Regions from separate parts of the Gossypium hirsutum genome. Here region 1 is linked to region 2. The links are chromatin contacts, called in public Hi-C maps. All regions are on one chromosome and are shown on one strand. Each heading gives the region's core, a stretch centred on a gene start, on an enhancer-like site or on the middle of the called end of the contact. The rest is flanking DNA. Distances are from core to core; before and after follow the strand shown.

What was found. A called contact is a pair of places that touch in the nucleus more often than the background predicts.
Region 1: a Hi-C map of leaf shows a contact between it and region 2, with 5 times the contacts expected there. The contact joins two enhancer-like sites. A contact is called at or near these places in 2 of 34 Hi-C or Micro-C datasets (leaf and seedling).

Annotation. Positions count from the first base shown.
Region 1 is chrA13:19,589,353-19,593,204 of Gossypium_hirsutum_v2.1, reverse strand. No RefSeq gene overlaps it. Among protein-coding and RNA genes, the nearest start is that of LOC107919874, 13 kb to the left of the region's middle. Within about 2 kb of position 2,219, at least 2 of the 9 cell types and tissues checked have an H3K27ac peak or open chromatin away from gene starts, as enhancers often do. A contact at or near this core is called in leaf, where this site is marked.
Region 2 is chrA13:19,371,807-19,375,870 of Gossypium_hirsutum_v2.1, reverse strand. No RefSeq gene overlaps it. Among protein-coding and RNA genes, the nearest start is that of LOC107941644, 27 kb to the right of the region's middle. Within about 2 kb of position 2,585, at least 3 of the 9 cell types and tissues checked have an H3K27ac peak or open chromatin away from gene starts, as enhancers often do. A contact at or near this core is called in leaf, where this site is marked.

The sequences.
Region 1 (3,852 bases), core at 970-3,469, 220 kb before region 2:
ATAGATAAGGGTGAGATTTGTGTATTTTCAAATTAGTGTGCCCCCCTCCCTTCTTACTCCTATTCATAGTTGAATAAGGTATGTACATGGTTTTTTCTACATTTTCCTTCTTTGAAATGATAGGTAGGTTTATTATTAAATCCATTTTAATAAATATATATGTATGTATGTGATTAATGTAAATAAAATATTATAAACATATTTTGACTTTAGATGTTGATAGGCCAACTATATATAAACAACCTTTCCAGGGGGTTACTATTGTTAGCACTTTTAGTCATGTCCAGACTATTATATACGAACATGAATGAAAATTAAGACATTAATATTGTTGTCTGGGGACCAAGAATTTTCCCATTGTAAGAATCAGGTGCTGTAAAGAAAACAACACATAAAAGAAAATCCCTTGGGGGTTTTTTTGCATTACAGGGTTTCATCAGTTGGTAAAAATGAAATGGAATAAATGCTGCCATTAATGGATTCACCCCCAAAGCTATTCCTTTTTCCATTTAGTTTTCAAATTTAAGAAGAAATCCTTGTTCTAATATTGTCTGAGAAGCCATGTGTTGTCGTCATGTTTAACCATAAGAGTAATGCATGCATGGTAAGTGATGGAGGGATGGATGAGTGTTGCTGCAAACTAACTGTGTAATCTTTGCTTATCAATCTGAAATTCTACCTGCGTGAGGTGATGATGTGTGTTGAATCTTTACAAAATGTAAGCTTTATTAAAAAAAAAATCAATAATTTAATGTTTAAAAATCATAAATATAAATTAAAGAAATGTGATAGATTCTTAATCTGGACTCCCATAACCAATTATTTATTTTCTGAAATCATATATTAACAACTTTGATAATTAATTTGTGACATTTAAACTGAAAAAATATTTAATTGGTAGTTTAATATAATTATAATAGCGAAGAAAATTATTTTTTACAAAAACCTCTCCATTGTAGATATAATAATCAATCATTAGGTGAAGCCTTAAGTTACATGAATTTGTTATATTGTGAATGTTTAATGATGAAAATATGGTCCCAACATGGTAGTATAAGTACCATAACCCTTCAAACTCCTAATCAATATGTCTGTTAATAAACATTATATCTTTTAAACGTTTCTGTTATAATAATCATTATTTTTTTTTACTTAAAAGTAAATATTGTTAAATTTATATAATTGGTATACTATATTTCATCACTACTTCTCCTTCATTATGAATATATAATTTTAAAAATTATTACTACTATCTCCATGGATGTTGCATGTATTCATTTTTACCTCAGTCTATCTCGCTTCCTTTTAATTTAATTTTTACTATTTATTTTTAATATTTTTAAATTTTTTTAAGTCAAATAAATATTTAAAAAAATTCTTAAAAAATAAATATAAAATATAAGATTTTTTTTCTATATTATATTATTACATTTTTATCACTATATAAAATGTTCGAATTTTACCATCTTACTAAATACAAATATTAAATCAACGTTACACCTAAAAGGGACAAATTAATGAAAAGAAATATATGTTATAATATAAAATAAAACTTTTTTGAATATGAGCATAAATCTCAACTAAGTGTTTTTTTAAGGTAATTATTTTATTTATTGTTAGTGGAGTTAAAAAATTTTACAAGCGGATTTAGGAAAATGTCAAATGTTTTTTTTAATTATTTTATTATTATTATTTTAATACACTCTAAAAACACTTTGCATCAATCTAGACCCGTTTGTGGAGTGTTTTAACTCTTATCGGTAATGTATAAGATACTAATAATTTTTTAAGTAGTTTTAATGATGTTGAAAACACATATATACCTAGAAGTTTTGTGTGAGTATTTGGTATACTGGTAGTATATTTTTTATTTGAAAAATAGCCTTAAAAAATTAATATGTGTCTCTTTTTTAAAATACATATTTTTAATAATTTACTATACTCCTATAAAAAATTTATCAATATTTAACTGCACTTTGTAGAGTTTAAAAACTCTGCTAACGTTATACCGAATAATTTTCCAAAAGTTTTTGCTACATCCATAAAATTTTAAATTACTTGATAATATATAATAAAGTTTATACGTTGATAGTAAATTTCTTTTCCTTTTTAAAATTTCATTGGACGAGAAACTCATAGTAATAAGAGGGTAGGAGGGTGAGTGGGCCATTATTGCACTTGAATGGGCCCATTAACAGTGAAAATAGGTTGCAGGCTTTATAACAATGGGTGAACCCATGGGCCTATTCTTAAAGTGAGGGATTTTCATAGCATGAGGCTGACAGTTTCCGTCGACCTTGGTCTTTTTTCCCGTTCCACTTTTTTATATAATTAAGATTTGAGTAAACTACACCCAAGGGTAAATCACACTCCATGTCCCTTTGATTATTCTAATTTTTTTCTCAATTTAATCATTCTAATTAAGATAATTATTTGAACTAATTATTGTCATTAAAAAAATCTGTTAATTTACTAATGGATTGCTCACGTAACACATTAGCCAAATTAATAGTGACACATGGTACATTTTTATTTTTAATTAAAGCTTAGGGACCTATATGTAATTATGCCAAAAAATATATATCTATATATTTCTTTCCCTTCTCTCTCTGAAACTTGTCCTTCTTATCCATCTGGAAACTAGTTGGTGGTGAGGATCCTCGACAAAGCGCCAATACCTGCTCGTGAGGAAGGGAGTGCTGCCACTAAGAGGATGTCGACCTCGTCTTCGATGGCACATTTCATACAGGCCAAAATATCGGATCCCAATGCTTGTTGAGTGCTTCATTGATGGAAACTTTCTCCTCCAAAATTTTGAGTGGGATTTAAATAACTATATACTTCCAAAATTAAAAAAGACTAATTGTGAATACTCAAGTTTCAACAACCGGGAAAGATTCATCCATGTGCTAGATAGTTAATGATGATGATCCATCCATGTGTTGAAACATCTGTAATTATGTATACAAACTGAATCATAGAGAAAAGCGAGAAATCTCATTATTTGAGTTGCTCTCTGAGGGAAACCAGTGCAAAAGAACACCCAAATTCATCATATTAGGTATCAATTTGAACAATATGGGAGTTGCTACTTGCAGAATCATAATTGGTATCATTAATGCTGCAGGTAAGATGATAGAGAAGTACAATGTAAAGTTTCTAAGGTAGAAACAATTACCAAACTAAGAGCTATTGTTCAAAGAAGAAGAAGATACTTCTTTCCCTTCAGCATCAACGAATTTCAAGTTAATAATTGCAGTAAAACAATTGCAATTATAATGAAATTAATACATGCCCAAACAAATTAAAGATATTAGTTATCAGTAAGTGTCAGAAAATTCAAAGTTTTGCATTTGAAAAATGGAAGAAACAAAAGAATTGTCAATGGTATGGTATTTTAATTTGAGAGAAACCAGTGCAAGCGCCATCGACGTCCTTTCATTATCACTCAGCGGCGTCGCTTCCTTCCTCATGGGCGGGTATTGGCGCTTTGCGGAGGATCCTCGCTGGTGCCGCCATTGTCGCCACCAACTGGTTTCCCTGATGGTGGACAGGTTACAGAAGGAACAGAAAAAAATTGGAATAATTACATATAAGTCCTTAAACTTTAGGCAAAAGTTAAAAAAAGTGCCCATGTCATGGTTCGTTCAATTGGCTAGGGTGCCATGTCAGCAATCTATTAGTGAATTAATAAATTTTTTAACGACGGTGACTAGTTCGAACAATTATCTTAATTAGAGTGAGTAACTTAAAAAAAAATTAGTGTAACCAAAATAGGAAAAATATTATTTTAGAGTGACCTTGGGTGTAGTTTACCTTTAATATTTTAACAATTTAATTATTGAACTTATA
Region 2 (4,064 bases), core at 1,336-3,835:
AATCAATTAGGTACAAATTTTGGGCATTATGAGGGTATTAATTTTTCCTCATATGTAACTGACTCCCGAACCCATTTTTTGGATTTGTAAGACCGAATATTATTGTTTTAGTAAATCTAACATTTTATTAAAATGACTGAATTTTGAGGTGATCTAATTACACCTAAATAAAAAGAGTTGATCACAACTCTATTTTTATTTTAAAATAAAAAAGTCAAATCGCGAAAAAGGTTTCGACATATATGTATAAACATGTTGGTTTATTGGGTTGAAAAACTAAACCTACTTAAAATTAAAATCCTTGACCTATTAAACCGAATTAATTCAATTTAGTAAATATAACACAAACTAGATGCATAATGACGGTGAATTAATAACACAAACATATTAAATTTTATATAAGATTAGCATATCAATATTTATATAAATATATAATAATATATATAAATACAATTAGAAGTGAATCCAAAATTTTTTTAGTAGAGATTGATATTTAATTGTAATTTTTTTCGTAGATTAAAATAAAAGTTTGTTATATATTAATTTATAATTTTATTATTCTTAAAGTGATTAAATAAACTTTTTTTTATTTTTAGGGAGTTAAAGTGTAATTTCATAATATATTAATTTATAATTTCTTTAATTTAAAAGGATTGAATTAAAAATTTATCATTCGAAGGGTTAAAATATAATTTTACTATATTAATTTATAATTTTTATATTTAGAAGAGAATTAAAATGAAACCTCTAAACACAATTACAACAAGAAATATATAAATCTAATATATTTGCAAAACCATGATGAGAGCAAGCACCCATGTCAGGGATGGATGTTGGTTTGTGATAAGGAGGGTGGTCCTACAACGGTACGGGGATCCATAATTTGACTCCTCTTCAACTATAATATTCAGATAGCGATTCCTACTACCTTTTATTTCTCGTTTCGTTTGTGCCACACTAACTATTAGTTGAATTGATATTCAAGTCGTCATATTTTTTACTTTTATATAAATTTGAAATAAAAAAAAATTAAGGTTTTGAAGTAATTCAGTGAAAAATATTATATATGCTATTTTTAGATAACGATCTATGTACTTCAATCTTTTTTCATTTCTCATGCTATTTTAAGTCATTAATAAGTTGATTATCATTTTTTTTCATTTTTCAGATCTTAGATTTGAGATTTCCCATTTCGAAGTTCACGGTGTTTTCCTTATGCTTTTTTTTCATGCTATTGTTGCTTTAAGCTTGTGGATAATTTTGGTGTTGCTCTAATTATACACCTAGGTATTGTTGTTAGGTTATATTGCTATGAACTATATAATTATAGTTTAATTTATGCATTTGATTATTTTTCTAGTTATGATATAAACGTTATACATATTAATTTAATTTAATTTTTTATATTATTATAAAAAAATCATTTCAAATCAATGTTGTTTATTATTTCAATTAATTGGTAATTAAATTTTATTTTCTAGATCAATTATGAAAAAGTTCTCATTAATACTGTATTTGTTTCACTGAAAATAATTTTTAAAAAATAATTTAAAAAAATTTACCAAATAGCAAAAGGTATTTTACACAAAATTATTCAAACATTAAAAAATTTTAATTTTTTTTTAAAATCAATACATTTTTTAAAAATTATTATTTTACACCAAGCAAACAAACCTTAAGTTCATCCTTCTACCCATGCTTGGTTTTACTTGAACTTTGCAAGGAAAAAAAAGCAGCTGTAAAATCCAAAAAAAGAAATATTTAAGGTCACTAACTTATCAGCAAATATGTTTAAGTTTCAAGTTTTATATTTCAACTCAAAGTTTCACACAATATTTATAAGGGTTTGGATAAAAAAAAGTTGATTTAAAAAATGAAATTGAAAAATACAAATTAATTTTAGACTTCAATATTCAAAGCCTGAGTCCTTCTTTTAAATTTATAATATATTATTTTATTTTATATATTATGTAACTTATATCACATAAAACTTAAATTTATAATATAAAAATTTTTAAAAAATTTGTTAAGTTGTCAAACTTTAAAACTTTAATAAAATACAAATAAAATTATTAAACATTAATTAAAAATAGTATATATTTTTCAAAAATAAATAAGTGAGTCTAAAACGGATTTAAATTAACTATTACAAATTAAAGAAATTATTCTAATATCATATATAAACTTGACCGACCAAAAGTAAATATATAGGATTGAGATTGTTTTGTCTCGAAAAGAAGAAATAACATTAAGGCAAGAGGCAAATGAATCACATGGTTTGAGAAATGGAATAATTTTGGCTTAAGGCTAGAACTTAGAATATGAAAGAAGGGTTGCCCACTTGTAGTTTTTTTGGTAAACAAACAAAAGCATACAACAATTAGGGTCAGTTTTTATTTGAGAAGCCATCTGCATAAAAATCTGGGGACTGTGGGTGTCTTCATTAGCTGTTTGCTATTAGCAGTCGGATGCTATGAATGTTATTGGCATTATGATTGTGTAAAGTTGAGGCCAACATTATTGTATTCAGATGATTGCTGCTGCCCCCCCAAGGATGCATCAATTTTCAAGGCAAAAATGGAAACACCCCACATGGTTGGATTTCTAAGGCTGTGGAACAAAGGGTTCAATACATGGATTGGACCACATGGCATAGTTTTCTTATCCAATTTGCTTTTGCTTCTGGTTCTTGGCTTCACCCAATTCGTTCCAGGGGGATTGATTGATTTTATTAGCAGACAAGAAAACAAAGCGTCACATGAATATGAAGTTAAAAACATTCACTTTTTAATGTCTGGTTATCCATATCCATCCGTCCAAATGCATTATCATGGACTAGATTAAAATAAGTAACAGAATTAAAACAGATGTAGAAAACCTATGGAAGACAAAGGAAAAGAGGAGACCCCAAGCCAATCCAGAAGTGTCTTCTTATCCATTTCAACCTTTTAGAAATGATTATTGTCGAAACTTTTTTTTAAAGGGGAGGTATTTTGAAAAAGGGAGTCGCCACCAACTTTTTTTGGTGTGATTGGATCACCTTACAAAACATTTTGGTCTACGAAGTTACGAGAAAACGGATTCGGGAGTCGGTTACGTACGAGAAAGGATTAGCACCCTCGCAACGCCCAAAATTGGTACCAAATTGAATAATTTTATCTTAATGTCAAAAGTTTGAAAGAATTTAGAAATAAGATCTTTTTAAAACTGTAATAATTCGAGTAAAAAAAATCAAGATTCCTTCACTCCAAAAGAGTATAAACATCACATCCAGCATGATTGGACACGATATTTTTAAACTTTCGTAACTGAAATAATCTCGTGATTTACGAAATCTATTTAGAAGGATATTTTAGACATTTAGACAAACGAGAAATCGCAACCCAGCATGTTAGGGCACTACTTCCCGAATTCCTAAATACCAAAAATATTGCCTTATTTTTAAAATTCTTTTGGATTAAATGAAATATAAATTTTATGACAATGATGTATTTAACATATTACAAGGTATCGATACCAAATAATATAAACTATATGATACATACTTTAACAATTCATGCAAATATAATATAGAAAATGATAAATAATGACATAAATTTCATAATATACATTATCATTTCATGCAAATATAATCACAGAAAACAATGAACATAACAATATAGATTACATAATACATACATAATAATATTTCATGCAAAATATAGCATAATGAATATAACAATATAAATTACATAATATATAACAATATTTTATGCAAATATAACTTAAAATAACATTAATAATCAATTTTTATGCAAATATAATAAACAACAAATAACATAAAAATAACAAATAGTTGGTGAGATAACATTAGCATACTAAAACAATATTAAATAAATACAAAAAGATACAAAAATAAATAAACAAATCATGAACATATAAATAAAAAAAGATAAGAAAACAAATACAAATTTAAAAAAAAAATAGATGAAGTATTTTAAAAAATAAAATATTTAAAACAATGTATGAATTTTTTAGAGATGATTAATATATATATACGCTACATGATATAATAATTTAATATA